Linked DNA regions of Mus musculus: all the other regions are linked to region 3. The links are chromatin contacts, called in public HiChIP or PLAC-seq maps. All regions are on one chromosome and are shown on one strand. The core of a region is the stretch at or near the end of the contact, and the rest is flanking DNA. Distances in the headings are between cores, read along the strand shown.

The links. HiChIP or PLAC-seq counts read pairs in DNA pulled down with a chosen protein or histone mark.
Region 1: a contact with region 3 is called in a CTCF HiChIP or PLAC-seq map of the NIH/3T3 cell line, with 5 read pairs. The contact joins two enhancer-like sites. A contact is called at or near these places in 1 of 15 datasets of contacts at CTCF or cohesin (the NIH/3T3 cell line) and 1 of 115 datasets of contacts at active chromatin or transcription factors (pancreatic cancer cells).
Region 2: a CTCF HiChIP or PLAC-seq map of the NIH/3T3 cell line shows a contact between it and region 3, with 11 read pairs. The contact joins two enhancer-like sites.

The regions. Positions count from the first base shown.
Region 1 is chr1:77,460,500-77,464,176 of GRCm38.p6, reverse strand. The region is part of intron 3 of Epha4 (Eph receptor A4); the gene reads left to right. Among named protein-coding and RNA genes, the nearest start is that of Mir6352, 34 kb to the left of the region's middle. Within about 2 kb of position 1,741, at least 86 of the 459 cell types and tissues checked have an H3K27ac peak or open chromatin away from gene starts, as enhancers often do. A contact at or near this core is called in the NIH/3T3 cell line, where this site is marked.
Region 2 is chr1:77,487,162-77,490,954 of GRCm38.p6, reverse strand. The region is part of intron 3 of Epha4 (Eph receptor A4); the gene reads left to right. Among named protein-coding and RNA genes, the nearest start is that of Mir6352, 7.7 kb to the left of the region's middle. Within about 2 kb of position 1,369, at least 21 of the 459 cell types and tissues checked have an H3K27ac peak or open chromatin away from gene starts, as enhancers often do. A contact at or near this core is called in the NIH/3T3 cell line, where this site is marked.
Region 3 is chr1:77,868,808-77,872,562 of GRCm38.p6, reverse strand. All of the region lies in intron 1 of Gm33083 (a long non-coding RNA gene), which reads left to right. Gm33030 (a long non-coding RNA gene) reads right to left here. Exons shown (of 4, transcript XR_373561.2): 3 at 1,288-1,358. Among named protein-coding and RNA genes, the nearest start is that of Gm33083, 26 kb to the left of the region's middle. Within about 2 kb of position 2,237, at least 8 of the 459 cell types and tissues checked have an H3K27ac peak or open chromatin away from gene starts, as enhancers often do. A contact at or near this core is called in the NIH/3T3 cell line, where this site is marked.

The sequences.
Region 1 (3,677 bases), core at 492-2,991, 410 kb after region 3:
TCAAAGAGTGGGATATGATAAAATATGAGCCATAGGAAATTTCAAATGAATGCAGATGCTGTGAAAGTTAATAAAATGCAAATATATTTTAAAGAGGTATTAAATGTGCCATGGTATATTTCTCAAAGAATGCATACTAAAAGTAGAACTGTCAAGGGGGTTCATCAAAATGTTATCATGTCATTATAAAATATGAATTTTAAGGATGATTGATGGCTTTCTTTCATTTGTTCAGAACCATCCATCAACTTATAGGGGGAAAAAGTCAGAGATTACATGAACTTTTAGAAACAAGATTTCAGGAGCCAGATATGAGAGCACAGCCTTGTAATCCTAGGGATGCAAGGCCGAGGCAGGAGGGTCATGAGCTTAAAGGATAGCTTGGGCTACACAGTGAGGAGCGGTCTTGTGGGGAGGGGAGGTAAGTAGAGAAAGACTGCATTGGAGCATCTCAGAACAATTAGAGAGAATGTAAAGCTTTCTGTAAGAAGAGAGATGGAGGAGAGAGATCTTATTCTCCAGGCCTCTCAATCGGATGCTGAATAGTGAAGGATGCAAGTGGAGTGAAGTGAGCACGTGACTGTTAAGGCAGGAAGTGGTGCATATGCAGGTATGAATTTGAATTATAATTCCCGAGTGCAGTAATGCTTGATGGTTGAGGTCATGCCTGCCTTTAGACTTCAGGAACGAGTTAAGACTTTAGTCATATGCCATTGCGAATGTGTGAAAACCAATCCAAACAAGAACAAACGGTGTGCAGGCTGCTTCTATGGAGCTTGTAGGTGGTAAGGGACAAATGGGGCTGGGTGCCAAATGGGAGTCTCGGTTTGACTTTTCTTTCTTTGAATTGTATAGCATAAGGGGTGGGGGGTGGGGGAGCTTAGGGATTGTGGCATAGTCATCTATGAACATTTCATTTATTACACAAATGAACACATATCCTTTAGATTTACATAATGGCCCACAAAGAGAAAAAGGGAGAGAAAGAGGGCAGTAGGTAGACCCTAGATGATGGAAAAAGAATCAAGAGGCTGGAGCTGGGACCCTGCCGGTTGTTGGTGGAGGTAGAACACCTTTTGTTTCTTTGGGTTCTGAGACAAGTGTGTAGAGCTGTATGTGAATCTTTATTTTGTTTTTTTGGTTTTGTTTTTGTTTTGATAGAATACACTATACATTGTTCTTACCTGTTCCTTTCTTCTGAACTCTAGGAGGGACTTCCATTTCCAAGGCAATGATAGGGCTGACACCTATACCCTCGAAGGACAGGAGTCTTAAACTAAGTAGGATTTTTTTTTATAGCTGGAACAAAGAGCAGAGAGAGAGAGAGAGAGAGAGAGATCCTAATGGATTGACCTGAGAACAGAAAGAAGGGGCATGGGGTCCACGACTGTCACTGGTCCCTCCTCTCCATCCCCTCCTTTCCCTCGATTCCTGTGTTGGAATAACCATCTATCTGTCTTCCACTTCAATACAAATTGAGACCCTCTGTTGTCTCTGTCGCCTTCTCAGAGAGTTCAGTGGGGAACCTTAACTTCTTCTGTGGCCATACGAGTGTCATGGATTTTTTCATTTAAAAAAAAAACATATTTTTTCCCCAGATCTTTTGGGTAAAAATTTTTAAAATGATTTAAAACTACCTTTCTAGGCACCCTGGGTGTTTGGACTGTACTGCCTTCTGTTTGAAGCACGGGCCTGCTTTGTTAGTGAGAGTGTTTGCCAAGTGAATTGTGTGTAGGAGGGTGTGACTAACCCAGTTGGAGCCTTATCTCCCATCCTATCTGCCTGGGCTCCCAAGCTTTTGCCCAAGTTAGGGTTGATGTCTTTCCTCACCAACTCCACCCCTTTCAACATTTACTGCAATCGCTCTTCAGAAAATTATTCATATCTAAGTATTGTAACTCTTCAAAATGATCCCATCCTCTGCATTCATTTTTGCTGCATTCGTTTCCTGGTGGACAAGCAGAGAGAGCCACAGGCTCCCTACAACCCTGAGGTGACAAGCTCTCCTAACAAGAGGCCATAGAAAGGCCTTTTCCCCTGCCCCTCCCAGCCTGCAAGGATTATCAGCAATCCTTTCTGCCTGCCTGGGGTGGAATTGTCCCTGCTTCCCTTTTGGCAACTTCCAACAGAGTCTGTACTGTTGGCAGGCCATTTGAGGGGGGAAATGCAAGTCACAAAGGCAATAGGAACAAAAAAGAGAACCTAGGGGGGGGAAAAAAAACTCTTTGTAGCTTGTAACAAGAGGTGGGTAGTCCAAGTGTCCTTTTGTCCAGGTGCTAGGGGCTCTCCTTGTCATGTAGATACTAAGTCCAGCAGTGGCCTCAGTCATTGTACTCGGTCAGTGTGGGCACTATCACTAGACAGGCAGCAGCTCCACTTTCAAGAACTGCTGGAAACACCAGAGCTCAAACAGTAAACAAGAAAAAGGCCGCTGGCTGCTGCTGAGCTTGGAGTGTGTTCTGCAGGGGGACCTGTACTGTGGATATCTAAAAGACTGACTGTGCTTTGCGTTAGAGTTGGAAAGTTCAGACAGGAAGATCAGGAGTTCCTCCCAAGCCTGGGCTACATAAATTCCGGTCTTAAAACAAAATAAAGTAAAACAAACAACACCAGCCCCCCCAAATCAACAAGAACCAAACCAAACAACAACAAAATGGTAAGGGAAAAGTGGTCTGCAAATAAGACTTCCTTCTGGCCCCTCCCTACTTAGCTGTAGGCATCTGGGCAAAGGGCCTCACTTCCTGTAAGCTTGACTGAAGTTCCTGAAGCAGGGGCAATCAAAAAATGAAGGTATGCGGAACGAAATCCGCAAGCAGGCAACTTTGTTTTGTAGATACCAGCTGGCTGGCTTCTTGCTATCTCAGAGCTAGGTCAGGTTACCTGTCAGAGGCGACCAGAAAGAAATACCTTACACTAAATGCTAGCACACTGCCCACACCAGTTGCTACTTGATGCCATTCCAAAAACTGTAATAACTCTTCCTTCAGTTCTGGCAACCCTGGCAGGTTCTCACCAACTGCACTTAATTCCGGTTTGAATCATATTCAGGAATCTGGCCGCTGGTGGGATCCCTGGGAGTCATGGCACTGTCATGAGGCTGCTATCAAGGTGTGGCCCTCCTTAAGTGGTCAGGACCAGGCCTGATTCCCACCTCTGAAAGGCTACAGGACAGGGAGGCGTCTTGAGCCTAATTAGCTGTGGAAGTGATAGCCCCGCACAGGTGGCTCTAGACATGACTCACGGTGAGAGATAGAGCCAAAGGGAAATCAGAAATCACTCCTCTGTCACTTGATTGGAATCTCCGGTCTACTTAAAGAAATGTTTACTGAGAGTGAGGTAGAAGGAGGTTGGTCTCCTCTGTCACTGATATGGAACTTGACTCTTAGTCCCATCTCCTCCACCCCATCCCTTGGTTACCACCTCAGGGGTGGCCCACATTCCAATAGTCAGTGAACCTTTTCCCAGAGTACTGAAGATCAAACCCAGGGCCTTGTGCATTCAAAGCAAGTACTCTGCCACCGACCTGTATCTTTAATTCCTAATGGGATCTTTGGGAAATCCCATTGAGATTCTTAGGGTGGCACCTGAGACTCTTAGGAGCTGTTATCTGTATCTGTCTCCCAGGCTCCTAGCTTTGGCGTTCCTCTCAACTCCAAATAAATAGCAAACCTATGCTT
Region 2 (3,793 bases), core at 120-2,619, 380 kb after region 3:
TGTTATTATTTTCCAAAAACCAAATGGTGCTCCACTGGGAGTTTCCACAATAAACACACATTAATAGAGCTGGAAAATGTTGTTGTAAGAAATTATTACCCTGTGCTCTTCCAGTCTTAGCTTTTTTAGTCCTGAAACACTCCTAGATGACAGGTACTGTATGTATCCCCAGATAAAAAGCAGAGGCACAGAAAGGTCCCCTGGGCCAGGCAGACTCTTCTAGGAGGCTTGCAGAAAGGGGCAGCCCAGCCTCCAGGCTCCAAGTTCTCCAACTGCCTACCATGCTTTCTCTGGGTATGATCTGCTATTCTGTCTCCCTTCCATCATCTACCTCTGTATGTGTGTGCATGCATGCGAGCTGTGTGGAGGGTATTGATGCATGCCCATGTGTGTGTGGTGGCCCGAGAAGGCTGTTTTAAGTGTCTTATTCTATCACCATAACACCTTATTCTTCCAAAACAGGATCTCTCACTGAACCTAGGGCTAGCTAGAAGCCGACAAATGCCAACAATCCTCTGGTCTCAGCCCTACGCAGCGCTGAGGTTATAGGTATGTGCATGACCACGCCCAGCTTCTTACATAGGTGCTAGTAGGTGCTAGGATCCAACTCAGTTCTTTATGCTTGCCCAGCAAGCCACTAAGACATTTCTCCTCCCCCAACCCCACCCCCAGAGAAAGTTCTTCCCATCTTAACATTTGTATCGCAGAGTAAAGGGATGATAGGTTTCCCTTGAATTTGCCTACTGGTTGGAAATTTCTGTTCATGGTCTAGAAAAAAAGACAAAGAAGCTCAAGGAAGGGTGGTTAACTAAATGATTTTTTTCTTCGTTATAGATTATGACCTATAAATATTACCTAAATAAAGTACCTGTTCCTCCCCCAAGTTGTTTTTAATCAGATTATCTTATTATAGGAACAGAAAACTAAATAGAATAAAAGGGTTTCCATATTGTGTGTCTCCCCACATGCCTGGGACTTCTTCAGTGGTTTTATGTATACTTCTTCATGCCTGCACCAGCAGTCTGAGACCTCTATACATGTATGTATGTATGTATGTATGTATGTATGTATGTATGTATTTTTAAGTGTGCAGTCTTAACACTTTATATATACATTGTATGTATTTATATGTGTATGAAGTCATTGAACAAAATAATTTAGTTTTCATCTCTCAATCAATGATCTATTTCAACTGATTAATATTTAAGTAGACTATAACAGATTTAATTATACTCTTGTTTTATTGTGTTAGCATAGCATGGAAAACTCTCCTGTCTAAATATAGCCGAAAGCCACGTTCAGGGGAGCATATGAATCACACAGTTATTGGGTTTGAAAACAAATCACAAATTCCTGTGGTTTGTTAAAATGTGGAACACCCGACAAATGTAAAAATGGCGAAGTCATCACCACTCTTAGCACAGTGAAGGACCGAGCATGTCCACTGGTTTCTGTCTGGGCTTCCAGACTTTACATACACTTTGTATTTGAACGCACATACAAGCACGTGTGCACTCTTAAATTTGTATTATTTTCACATGTAATGATCATAAAATCTTTCCTGATCAATAAGTATAACTATTGCATAGTATTTTATAGCTGTAGTAAGTTTTCTGTGATTTGGCCTTTCTTCCACTTCTCTTTTTTTTTGTATTTTTTTTACCTTTTAATTTGTGTGTGTGTGTGTGTGTGTGTGTGTGTGTGTGTGTGTGTGTGTGAATAAGAGATGTTTTTCTGTGTATTCATGTGTGTATATGAGTGTGTTATCTGTTATCTGTCTCTCCGCCTTAGTTTTGAGTCAGTGTCTCTTAAAGAACCTGGAGCTCAGCAGTTGAGCGAAAGTCGATTTTAATCAGCTCTGAGCCTCCTAATACCCCCACCACTACCACCGAATACCTGTTTGTTTGTTTGTTGTTTGTTTTACATGGGTGACTCAAACCAACCTTGTTTTTATTTAGTCACTGATTATTTTTTCCCCCCAATTTGAGGCTAGCCCTCCCTGGCTCCTTCAGTATCCTCAGAAAACCATGAACTAGTTTTTACTATTTTCAAATAATCTGAACTATTTGATTTAAATATGTTTATTGTAAAGGCTTTCATATATACCAAAAAAAATTTGAGATGCATGTTTATCTTGGATTGAGACAAATGTAGTGAGAAATAGCATAAATATTGGGTCATCACATGTTAATTTGCATGCACGAGTTATTAACAAAGAGAACTCCAAAGTAAAGGAGCTCTTTTTTTTTTTTTTAACTCATTAGCGCTTGCTTATGAGAAAAGTTCTTCTAAGTCTTTACTTTTTCAAGATATTTAGCATCAAAGCCTTTATTCCCTTTCTAAAAATAAGAAGATCAATTAATTTTTAAAGCTTGTTTTAAACAAAGGTAGGATTCCTCGTCTACCTGTGACAGTTGTTGGCAGCTACCTTTTAATATAATGGATTATATGTATTTTAAGTTGCCTGATGCAAATCATTGCTTCTGACTCTTGGAGCTTTCCCCGCCTAACCAAGATGCCCTGAAAGTTCAGAAACGTCAGCCCTTCTCCAAGCCATTCTTCTCACTCGATGAGGCAGATTGTTTTCATACAATAGCTTGGGCCTTGTGGCCTAACAGTTTTACAAAATGCCTGCAAGGGTTTCACCAATGAGAGAGAAAAATGACTTCATGGCTTAAGTATGAACTTAAAAATACCCACTCTGTAGAAAATGGGACTGGAGATGTCTCTGACTTGCGTAACTCTCCTTCCTTCCTTCTTCCCTGACTTAAGTGCTATTATTACTTTGTTATCTGTTGTTTCTGTGACCTCAGCATCTATCCTCTTCCCCTCCGGAGCATCACTGCCTTGAAACTGGGTCAGCCATGTGCCCATACCACGTTAGCACACACCTGTCCCAGTTCCGCTCGCTCGGCATGCTAATGATCCAGTTAAGCCACGCACTTCTCCTTTTTAAAACTTCTTGGGCTTCGCACAAGATGTGTTTCCAATTGTGCAAACAAAATATAGAAAAATGCCTCTCCTTTTCTCTCACCATCCTCGACTCTCTCTGACTGAGGCCTTGGTCTTGAAAGCCCTTGCCATTTAACGATGATGAAGAGAGCTCCCACCCCACTCCACCCCAGTTCCTTGAATCTGAAACATTCATTTATCCTTCATTTATCCTCTGCATTCTCAGTCATGGTAGAAAAGCATATTGTTTTAAATTTGTTTCTACTAAACACATGAACAAATTGTATCATCAGAGTTAATAGTGTTGAGCATGGAACAGAGCAGAGAAAGAAATAGCTCCCAACATACAACATACAAACTAAACCTAACGGCACGATCCTTTTCCTGGTGTTAGGGGTGTGAAGGGTCCCTGCTGCAGGAGCCTCTCAGTATGAAGTCTCTGCTTGGATGGTGGCATTTATCTTTTCCTCTGATGCCCCTGAAGGCAACCGCCAGTGGCTTGCTGGTGACGTTGGCGTTTCCCACCCACTCACCCACTGGGCAGTGAATTAATTTCATCACTGAGGCTTTCACTAATGTTTTGCTGAGGACAAGCAGTGGCTCCTACCTGCACATGGATATTCAGCTTCTCACACACTCGGAAACTGCAACCACGCTGTCCTCGGGATGCAACACTCTTGTTCCTCATTGGGTCCATAACTTCTGACTGTAACCCTGAAATGCTCTGTTAATAATCTCATCATCCCAGAGCCTTGTTCTGAACCACAAAGAAACTAGAATGTGGTTTGTCTTGAGTTTTGGGATGGCGCCTTTATAAGACCCCAAAAGCTTATGTTCTTTA
Region 3 (3,755 bases), core at 988-3,487:
TGCAATCAAGAAATAAAATTTAGCTCTTGAAATGACTCAGAAAATCAACTATTCTTATTCCTCTGCCATCACAGTTATTTCAAACCAATCTACTTCACAAACATTAAGGAATGAGTACAAAATAATTTAGTTCTTGGTGCTGCCTCTTCCTTTTGACTCTGACTCTAATTGTGACTCTTTAACTAGATGGTGGTATATTTTCAGAAAGTCATTCTGTTCCCTCACCTTCCTCATCTATGATCCTAAAAGGTTGGAAATAAGCAGTCTAGCTCCAAACTGCTGTGCTGTTGCTGAAGCAAACTGGTATCGTGGTCCTCCTCAGGATAATTCTTTCTCCCGCACACTGCATCTTTTATCATAAGTAGCTCATCACTATAGTAGAACAATGGCTAGCCATGCAGACTCCAGTCCTGATTGCTTAGTTTTCAGAATCTTAAGTGTAAATCTGTGGACTGATGGCCTCTGCAGATTTTCACAGCTCCATAAGGAGTATTCATAGACCCCCAAGTCTCCCATCTGCGTAGGGATGGCCGAGTGCATCTTTTTGTCCCAGCTGACAAGCACTGAAGTCATGTTTGCCCTTCCTTACACCACTGGCCTGCTTGAATTCAGAGCTGGCTGTCCTTGTTCTACCTCACAGAGATTTACTGATGTGGTCAGTAAACTTTGTGGGACATTGGGCCATGAACCTTTATTCTTTTTATTGTTTGGCAGGTCCCTGGCATATATTTGCAGCAAGCTGGCATTTGAAGCAAATGCATTATGAATAAAGGCCACCACAATTTGTTTGACACCACTAAACTTATCTTGCTTTCCTGGACCAGAGTGAGGTAGTGAATTATTAGCCTCTGAAGAATTAGGTAAACATGACTCTAAGAATCACCCGCAGTGTGGAGGAATGAGAGGCATAGGGGACCATGCCTGCCCTTGGAAGTTTAAATCTGTATTGCAGGGGAGAAAGGAGAAACAAACTTAAGTCACAGGACTAGATAATAATGTGCTATTTTTAAAAAGCATCTAAGATGAGTGCACTGAATGGATGAATACAAAGCTATGTTCTGAAAAAAAATGCTAAAGTGGCTTCCTTAGGGTTTTGGAGAAACCACTTTCCTCTGAGACACACAAGGGAGAAGAGTTCAAGGGTTTTATGACGTCCCCCTTACAAAGAAATTTCTCTGACATCTTTTTGAGTCGGCAGGTCTGGCCTCACTGGACTGATTTGTACTTAACATGCTGAAGTGTGGTTATTGCTTTAGTATTTTCAGTAGATAAATATTAGACAGATACCCAGGCATCCGGGAGATGAAGAGTTCTTCCTGGTGCATCATCCTCGTGGGGAATCCATGTGGGGCAACCTACTAGAATAAATACAGAAAAGGTTAGATCTTCTAATTTATTTACTATAGTCTTTACATGTGTCTATAAGCATGTTGATCACCCTCAGCCCCTGTTGCCCTCTCATCTTCCTTCCATGCTCATGGATCCCTGTATGCTTCTCAACCATTACCCCTCTGACTTTCATGGATTTTTGACTTTGGATGTGCAGGTAGCTATTGTACAGTGCATCATGACTGTCACAGGTGTGTCACATCCCAAAGACAGCTCAGTACTCCTCCCCACCCTCTTGCTCTTACAGTCTTTCTATTTCCTCTCTTATGATGCTCCCTGGTCCTTGGACAGGGTCTTATTGATGCCCAGTGTAGGGATGAGAACTCAAGATCATTTATCCTCAGCAATTTGACCAATTGTGAGTCTCTGCATCCACTGTCAGCCACTTTGAACATGACCTTCGCTGTCCAAATCAGAGAACAGTATTAGCCTATGTGTATTAACAGATATGCTTAGAAGGCTATTTGTCTATGTGTTCATGTAGTAAAAAATATCAATAGTCAACTCTTCATCTAGGACAGGCAAGGGTTAGGGTTAGTTATGAACTCTGAATAGATGGGAAAAATAACCATATAGTAACTCACTACTTTATAAGCTGAATGTAAATTATAATGATTTTAAGAAAAGTAGTTTTAATGGACGTTTTTGCTGCTACTAAAAGCCATACAATTTTAAATGAAAAATCTCATTGCCTTTTGAGAATTTCTTCTTATGAATTGCTGGCTTGGAGGCTTCTGTGAGGTTCCAGAACAACAGAGGCACTTTGCTGTCCTCCCAAGCTACATGGTAAGTCACTATTGCTGAAGATTGCAAGAACTTGGACGTTTTCTACTCTTAGGTTTGTTTTATAATACTTGTGGCATATCAGTAAGTGTTACAAGAATGTAATAAGAATGTAATGAGTCGTGGTTGGGCTATGTGCTTCTTTGGGCTTTTGCTGTGTTTTTGTTTGCTTTTATTGTTTGAAAATCTCATACATGTATATAATATGTTCTGCTCAAAGTCACCATGTATTCCTACTCCCCCATTTCTTCCACTTTCTTGCCCACCACTATTCCCTCCCAAATTATGTGCTCCTTTAAAAAGAAAAAAACCACTAACTGTGCTTAGTGATGCCAGTATGTGCGCATGTGTAGATCATTCACTGAAGCACGGGAACCTGTCAGGGGTATCGTTCTTGAAGAAAACTCTTCTCCTTCTCTCAGCAGCCACCAATTGTCTTTTTTTTTTAATTGTACAGGAAATTACCCCCAGGTTCATGCCCATGCTAAGCAAGCACTCTATCACCAAGTTAAATCTGTAGTGACAGCATGTTAATACTTGAAAGATATATTTGTTAAATTCCATCTTACCCTAGTTACTTTGTGCATCATGATGCATTATTTAAACCACAATTTAGGGATACATTCATCGAGTGATTTAGAGATTATTACTTTGGGGGAAAATACATGATAAATTATAATCTTTTCATAAGGAAGGAATCTTACAAAAAGCAAATTATAATTTTGTCTGAATCAGTAAAATGCATCAGTCCGAACAAGTGAGTAGAAAGATCAATGCTCAGTAGGTACATAGCCCCTTTTCATGTGTCTAGCCTTTAAGCTGAGCCATGGGGGTCCTCATGTGGGGAAAGAGTGGGAAGGTACAAGGCTCTCTTCTGCTCTTAGGGATGCTGTGGTCTTTCTATGATTTATTGGCAGTAACTCGACTTTGATGGCATGAGCTGCTCACAGCATCTCTTCCCATTGTGCTGTATGAATGCTGTGGGGCCTGCTGTGCCTCCAGGGCCAAGCCCTGTACCAGGTACACTATGTCACTGTGTGTCACCAGCTTTGTCTTCCCATTCATTCTCTCTCACATCCCCTCCCTCATGCTGTGGCAGGTGGATGACTCTTATTCAGTCTCCTTCTAATTATGTGACATTTCTCAAGCAGCAATATGACATTTGGTTTTGATCAGGGGAATCTCTATGATGGTGTGACTCATGGGTGGCCTGGAGATTTCTCTTACTTCAAGAGTTCTCTTTCAAATAGGCATTTTGAAAAACCACAGCAGCTATACACCAGTATATTCTTTTGATTTATAAAATGTCTATACTTGTTTCACTGGAATAACCATAATACAGATATAAATACCTCTTTAAAGATTTATTTATGTTATTTAAAATTTTATGTATTTCACCATACGGGCTTGTCGGTGGGCATGTAGGTACCCACAGTGGCCAGAAGTGTTGGATCCCCTGGATCTGGAGTTGAGGTATCTGTGAGCTGCCTGAGGTGTGTGCTGGGAACTGAAGCTGGGTTCTCTGCAAGATCAGTAGACAGTCTTAACTATAAGCCTTCTCTTCAGCCCCATTCCTCTCTCTC